Linked DNA regions of Mus musculus: region 2 is linked to region 1. Evidence: chromatin contacts called from public Hi-C data. All regions are on one chromosome and are shown on one strand. Each heading gives the region's core, a stretch centred on a gene start, on an enhancer-like site or on the middle of the called end of the contact. The rest is flanking DNA. Distances are from core to core; before and after follow the strand shown. Region 1 overlaps Ptk2b (PTK2 protein tyrosine kinase 2 beta). Region 2 overlaps Ptk2b (PTK2 protein tyrosine kinase 2 beta).

The links. A called contact is a pair of places that touch in the nucleus more often than the background predicts.
Region 2: a contact with region 1 is called in a Hi-C map of forebrain, with 2.3 times the contacts expected there. The contact joins two enhancer-like sites. A contact is called at or near these places in 2 of 15 datasets of contacts at CTCF or cohesin (CD8 T cells and the NIH/3T3 cell line), 6 of 484 Hi-C or Micro-C datasets (the G1E-ER4 cell line, bone marrow-derived macrophages, cortical neurons and 3 more), 14 of 115 datasets of contacts at active chromatin or transcription factors (CD8 T cells, the HPC-7 cell line, bone marrow-derived macrophages and 8 more) and 3 of 9 other capture datasets (adipose tissue, liver and pancreatic islet).

Annotation. Positions count from the first base shown.
Region 1 is chr14:66,159,596-66,163,309 of GRCm38.p6, reverse strand. It overlaps Ptk2b (PTK2 protein tyrosine kinase 2 beta), which reads left to right. Exons shown (of 31, transcript NM_001162366.2): 24 at 160-285. Among named protein-coding and RNA genes, the nearest start is that of Gm52098, 17 kb to the left of the region's middle. Within about 2 kb of position 1,994, at least 13 of the 459 cell types and tissues checked have an H3K27ac peak or open chromatin away from gene starts, as enhancers often do. A contact at or near this core is called in cortical neurons and forebrain, where this site is marked.
Region 2 is chr14:66,259,005-66,262,718 of GRCm38.p6, reverse strand. All of the region lies in intron 1 of Ptk2b (PTK2 protein tyrosine kinase 2 beta), which reads left to right. Among named protein-coding and RNA genes, the nearest start is that of Ptk2b, 20 kb to the left of the region's middle. Within about 2 kb of position 2,093, at least 88 of the 459 cell types and tissues checked have an H3K27ac peak or open chromatin away from gene starts, as enhancers often do. A contact at or near this core is called in cortical neurons and forebrain, where this site is marked.

The DNA of each region.
Region 1 (3,714 bases), core at 745-3,244:
AGGGAAATGATACAACCCATGTTTTATGTGCCACAGTAGAGCAAGTCTGCACCCCCATGGTGTGCTCTCGCCCTTTTTGTGTGCTCCTGTTTGTAGCAGCTAATTGTCATCCTCTCGCCTTGTCCCTGTGCCTTGTGCTTCTTTGCTTCTCATGAATAGGTCCCTGAGGGTCTGTGTGCCAGCTCTCCTACGCTTACCAGCCCTATGGAGTATCCATCTCCAGTTAACTCGCTACACACCCCACCTCTCCACCGGCACAATGTCTTCAAGCGCCACAGCATGCGGGTAAGAGGACTCTGCATGCTGGGTGTCAGCCTCACCACGGAGGCTGCTGGAGGGAGGTGGCCTGGGAAGTGCTCCGTGGTTCCGTGTGCCAGTCAGACTCCTGAGAACCTCTGTGGCCCTCTTCCCTTTGCAAACATATCAGCTGGACCGACCCGGTTTTTTTGTCCAGACTGGTGCTGTGGCCAAGGATGGCAGATTCTCTTCCTTTCCTGGGTCTCAGGAGTCAGGTACAATAGGCAGTGTAGAGGCTTGTGGACAGAGGGCCTGGGGTTGCTATGGAATAAGGGATGCTGGAGGTGCCTCCCTGTGCTGCCTTTCTGACTGGTGGCTTTGGTTGCTAAATCTATCCCTGGAGGAAAGACTTCCTCATGGTGGCTTTCCCTGCTGCTTTTGTGATTTGGGATTCTGGGTATGAAGAATAGAGACTGGTAAGAAAACAGGCTCATGAACCAGCTCACTGCAGCCTCTTTGTCTCCAGTGAAGCCCTGGAGGCTTCCTGGGCCAGAATGTCAGGTCTTCTGCGCTGAGCACTTGGCTTGTGAGCAGGTGTCCACCCCCAACATCAAGTTGCTGTAAGCACTTGATATATTTTACTAAGTTATGAAACAGACTGAAATACTCACCGTTTCCTCTCTTGCTCTATATGTATATACGTTTCAGCCTCAAGATCCATAACTCTAAAGCTTTTTGTGGGGAAAAAAAAATACATGTTCGTTAGAACACATTTGAGAAATGTAGGCAATTATTTGAATATGCTTCTGTGCTATTATTCTTAATTTAGCAAAAATTTGAAATGAGCATAATTTAGAATTCCAGGCAGCTGAGGTCTGTTATGAAGTCAAATTTCTTCAAACTCACTCTGTTTTTCTCTCTTACATTAATTTCACCAATTTCGGTCTTCATGTATGATTAACCATAATTAACCCACAGTTTTAAACATGTGCTCTAATTTAGGCAATGCTCACCACCACCCCTGCCCTGGACTCTTTATTCATAGTTATTAAGTTTTGGAGAGCTTTTTTAAAAAATTGCATTCGTTCTTTCAGAAAGAGGCTGCTTAGTGCCTGTGGGGGGCAGCACTGCCATTGTCTGGGCTGTGTTTCACTGCCAGGACTTTTTTCAGTTCCATAAAGACAGGCTGTGCAGGTCTTTTGTGGCAGGCGTTTAGAAGTGACTGTCATAAAGGAACTCTGAAAGAACATGAAGAGTTCTTCTTTAAATACATAAAAAAGAAAAAGTATAAACTCCATTTTATGGTGTACGTGAGACAGTCGCTTGCCAGTGCCATGCTCACGAGATAACAGCTTTCCCACGAAGCATCTGAAAGCATTTAACAAAAATTCGGAGATGGCAAAATCATTTCCTGTATAGTGTGGCTCCTCTGGGAGTCCGGTGGAACGTCGCACAAGGATGATGATAGTCATCCCCCCACCCCATATCCCAATTCCATAACGAGGTGCAGCAGGGTGCTGTCCTAGGTGCTGAAGGAGGAACCAGGAGGCTTTGCCTTCAGGGCACAGGTGCACACTCACCTGTATCACCTAGGGAAACGTTGGAAAGGGACAAAACTGGAATGTGGGAGATGTACAAAGAAGAGGCTGCTATAGGAGCCAAGACTAAGTGGCAGAAAGCTATAGGGTAAGGGGTGGGGCCACTGCTTTGCTATGAGGCAAGGGGGCGGGACTATGGTTTTGCTAGAACAAGGAAGGTTTTATGCGGAGGTGTAAATGAGGCAGGAAGGATGAGCGGCAGCAGTTACTGAAAACAACTCAGGAGCACCATTCTGTAACGCAAATCCCCGATTCCTTCCAAGAAGTGTGGGTGTCGGTTGCCTAGGGAGAATACCAGAATGTAAAGAAGTTCAAGGTTTAAACGTTATTATTGAAATTACTGGAGCTGGGACAATGGCTCCAAGGATGAGGCACTTGCTGTGCAAGCATGAAGACCAGAGTTTGGATCCTCCCACTCACCTAAACGCTGGGTCAGCATGCTGGTTCACCTGTAATTCCAGTTCCTAGGAACCGAGAATTCTGGGAGCGAGGTGGCCAGGTTGATTAATCCGTACCAGTGAGTTGTCAGTTCAGCTGAGGGAGATACCATGCTCCAAGGGCGTGAAAAACAGTTGAGGAAGATGCCTGTCTCAGCCTCCAGCTGCCACACACACATGCTCCCACAACACACACCAACACACATACATGCACGTGTGCACATACATACACAGATTAAGAATAAAGCAGAAAGCCTCTACCTTTATCCTTTAGTTTTATTATGTAATTAGAAGTCATCAGAACAAGCTTTCTAGCATTTGTTTGCTAATAAATATTTGCCAAGGTCAAGCCTGGGGTATACATCACGTATAACCTGTGGCAATCTCTTATGACAAAACTATATAGAAGATTTTGGAGTCCAGTAACTTGTCCTATCAGTATTTAATATTCCTCGGTCTCTATATTTTCTTTTATATTTCTGACCCTGAATTGAAAACTTTTGACACTTAGTTCTACCATTTATTAAAAGCCCAAGGTGACCATAGACCTGCATTGAGTTTAACTGGGGATATTTTTAACTTTAAAATGCTTACCTTCATTTTTTGGGACATTTGTGTCTTAGTCTGTTATTTTGCTTCTATAACAAAATACCTGTGGCTAAGTGCTTCACACAGAAAAGAGGTTTAGTGAGTTTAGTTTTTAGTGCTAAGAACATGGACAGGCACCCACTGGGCTCCACTGAAGACCTCCTGGCCCATCATACCATTGTAGATAGCATTGTGTTAGGGGCATAAATAACTCTTTATATTAGTCATTTAGCCCTATGAAAACAGAAACACGTGGTTTTTAAAACTGCTGTTCTTCCAGCATCCAGCTTTATGCCTACCACACAGTAGCTGCTTAACCAATAGTTGCTGAATGGATTGGATGAAGAATATTATAAGAAATAAACACCGAGACTTGAATCTATATTAATGATGGGCAGTGTACTCCAATTCAACTATTTTAAAGCTATAGTGTAATGATCAAGCCTGTTTTATGGAGCTTAGTGGGAAACTTTTCAGAGGCCTGGCAGAGACATGACTTGTTAAAAGTAGATATGACTTTTTTTTTAACATTTTCTTTGAGCACCCTATAAACTGGCACATAAAAGGGAAGGGACCATGTTGACTTGTTGTGTGCTTCTGTAATGGGATACCTGAGGCTGGGTGCTTTTTACTGGACAGAAGGTCATTACTTCCAGTTTGGGGGACTGAGAAGGCCACGATCAAGGGCCACCTCTAGCAAGGGCCTTCCTGCTGTTTCCTAACTTGGCAGAAGACACCATGTGGTTAAGGGAGAACACAGAATGACAACAGAGAGGCAAACTCTCCCTTCTTTCAGGAGTCCACATGTTTGTTAACTTGTTCATGAAGTCAGTGCCTCCATGACCTCCAAGTCA
Region 2 (3,714 bases), core at 844-3,343, 99 kb before region 1:
GTCTCCAGCCCTTCTTCTTTCTGTTTCCCTTGCAGAACAATAAGCAAACTCTAAGAGGTTCCCTGAGTCTCATCTCCTAACTGCACTCATCAAATGGGAAAAATAGATTTCTTCCTGGAAGGACGATGTCTGTTCTATTCCCTCTTCAGCACTGACTTACGTTTAAATAAAGATGTCAGATCTTTGAGACGGAGTAGCCAGTGTTAAAAATCTGGGTGAACTCAAGGCAAACTCTGACTCAGCAGATGGGGGTGGGGGGAGGCGCTACCTGGTCAGTGAAGAGCTGGAATATTCTGACAGAGTAGCTTACCATGGGAGACTAGTGCTCTAGTTCCTCAAAAGACAAGCCAAGCCGGGGGTATGGTGTGGTGGGTTTGGGGGTGTACAAAGAGAGGGTATTTGTGTTTCATGGACTCCAAGGCTGATGTTCTAATGGTGGGCCTGGGTAACCTGTCTAAGATTGCACCATTGACTTTCTCATCAACCGAAAAGGCAGGTGAAGGTTGATAGATTCTGTTATGCATAAGTGATTCCAGGCCTGGCAAAGAAATGGAACCTCTGATGTGCCTGTCATTTTCCTGGATAGGTGAGTCAGGAGGCACTGATGTGGGGCCCAGGGCCGTGAAGTCACATGAGGACTGAAAGAATGCAGGACATGTCAGAGGCTACAAAGAGCCACTGTTGTCTCTCAAGCCTTATTCATGGCTCGTTCCTTGACCAGGGAGCTGTTTCGTCATCCCAAGTAGTCTCATTGCCTCTTTCTTCTTCTCCACCCGATGATATCCTTGTCTTCTTCCTACCACACCACCTTCATGAAGCCCTCCTGGATCTCCTTTTACCTGGGTCAGAGAAGTGCCAACTCTAGAGGCCACAACAGCTTGAGTGAAGGCAAACACTCTCCTCCCTCAGTCTCCGAGGAAGCCCTCAGAGAACGGAATTTTTAAATCCATTCTCAGCCCTGGCTGGGTGACTTAGACAACATCTGCCATTCATTAAGTCCCCACATATCTCATAAAATTCCATTCAACATACAATTAAGTGTAGCTCACTGCCACTCTGGAGTTGGGGTGGGGTGGGGTGATTAAGTTGTCAGTTTGGACACAGGGAACCATGACATGCGTTGGTAGACTTGAGCCTTGATAGTCCCGTGTTCTGTGTGTAGATGGGAAAGGGCTCAAGGAAGAGACGCTTTGGAGCAATTCCAGTGGGATACTTTGCTTTCTGCTCCATGATGATGTGGGGGGGGGGGGAGAGTAGTTGTCTCTTATTGTTGAAAAAACATGGGCTAGGGCTGTCACTGTGGAGAGCGTGGGGTAGGCTGCTCTAAACTGCTCTCCACTCACACACTCTCTCCTTAAGGGGAATGTTTTCCTCCACCTCACCAACTATTAGATGGGTTTCCTCCAATGACACCATCTCTTATTGCTAAAGGACTGGTCCCCTTGCTGTGCTGCACTCTCAGACACCTGGAGCTAGAACTTCCATAAAGCATACAATGACCCTCAATGACAGGGGACCCCCATCCCCCAGAGTTTCTCCTATCTAAGTGCAGCACAGAGAGTCACTTCCTTTCCTCCTTGTATGAAGGGAGTCTTCTAATGCATGGCCTCTCTTACTCTATGTTTTGGAGAAATGATTCTACCACTGCCTTGAAAGTCATAGCTGGAAGTGGAAGTAGACAAAACACTATCTATGACCCCCACCCCCCAGGACAGGGTCTCACTATGTAGCCTTTGCTTGACTGAAACTCACTATGTAGAAAAGGCTGGCCTCAAGCTCAGAAGTCTTTCTCCTTCTGCCTCCTTAGTGCTTAGGGATTAAGGGGCTGTGCCACCATACACAGGATTATGCCAAGACCACTCCATCAAAGGAAAACCAACAGAGCCCACTTCTCTTCCCATTCCCCTTTCCCACTCTTCCCCAGCATGCAGCTCTCCAGCATGCACAGCTCCTAGAACTTCAGCCTTGTGCATCATCTCAGTGTCGTTGCCTAGTAACAATATGCTTAGCAACCAGTAAAGGAAGTGTGATCACACCTCTCAGCATTGTACATGGAGCACTGCAGACAATACAAACAGCTCCTGATTTCTCTCTGCGGCTACAGGAAGGTAACTTTCAGAGGTGGCCAGCGTTCTGCTCTTGAGATACAGTGCTCACCATCCAGGGGCCCACATTGGTTGTTGTTTGGCTTTTACTTGGCATTGGATAATATCTTTGTGGGGGCGGGTGGGTAGGTGGTTCTTGAAGGGCCGGATCTCTCTGCTTGCACTTGTTCCCAGGATGCCTCTGATGCAGTCAGGGCAGCTTGCAGAATCCTCTCTGCTCCCACGCAGCCCTCCCTGCACCAAGCCTGCACCCCTGCCCCCAGTCACTGTGTTCCCCACATCCTCTTCCATTTGGAGATGATTCTCTACACCCTACCATTTACCTGTCAGCTATTGCTCTGCCTGTGCCTAGAGCAGTAGCTCTCAACCTTCCTAATGCTGCGACCCTTTAATGCAGTTCCTCATGGTGTGGTGAGCCCCTCCCCCAACAACAACAGGATTATTTTGTTGCTACTTCATAACTGTACTTTTCTGACTGTTATGAATCATAATATATGATATGCAATATATCTGATATGCAACCCCCAGAGGAGTCATGATCTAGAGGCTGAGAACCACTGGCCTAGAGTCTTTGTCTTTCAGACACTCCAGTCTCAGTTTCCCATGATCTTCATGTCCTTCCCCTCTCTCTGCTCTTACATGTATATGCATCCCATCCTGATTCAACCTCTGGACCAGACATCACACAAGTTGGGGACAAGATTGGTAGCTACCTGCTCAGGCTCAGACTCTCTGGCTGGCTGTGCCGTCTGCTAATCCACAACACCCAAGAATCTCCAGTGAAGTCATAATAATTCGCTTTTTGATAAGAAATCCCAGAGACTGCGCCCTTTAGCCCTGCTGTCTCTTAAGCCAAACCCAGCTTCTGGTTGGCGTCTCAGGACTCAGGGTCCTGCAGAAACCAGAGGAGAGCTGAGCTGCACTGCTTGGCAGCTGGGAAAGCAGGCTCAACAGCCATGCGTTCTCTCCTTCACCTTGGAATTGGACCCTTGAGTATAGGACTTGACCTGTCTATTAGAAGAGCTGCTTGCAAGGCCCAAAGAAGATAAATGCACTGATATACTCTACACACCCTGAGCCTCTTTACAGATTTTTGAGAGAAGAATTTTCTTGGGGAAAAAAAATCTGGTCTTGTTTTTGCCGTGAGATGGAAAAAGATAGCTAAGACTGAAACAGATACATGTCAGTCACCCATTCTTTGATGACCTTGGTGGCAACATCAAACCCTTTTAAGATGCTCTATCTCGAAGCTGTCAGAATAAATTATAGCCACACTTCTACCTTTTCTTTCCTTGGGCCCCATGATTAAGGTGGCTAGGTGGCACCTAGTTAGGACTTTAAGAACATTTTACAGGCCTCTTCTAATTCTGGCTGGGGAACAAAAACCAAATGAGTCAGAAGCTAACCAAGGCTGAGTTGAGGTGCTGAGAGAGCAGTCCCTGAGGTGGGTGTTTGGGGTTTATGTCACCTGTACTTCCATGGCAATTACGTGGTAGCTGGGTGAAGGGCAAATTTGCAAATGCAGGCTTTCTGGAGGCAAGAGGTGGCAAAGCACACTCCATAGGTGGTTTAGAGTAAGTCAAATAGAATTTGGGTGTTATTGGATCTC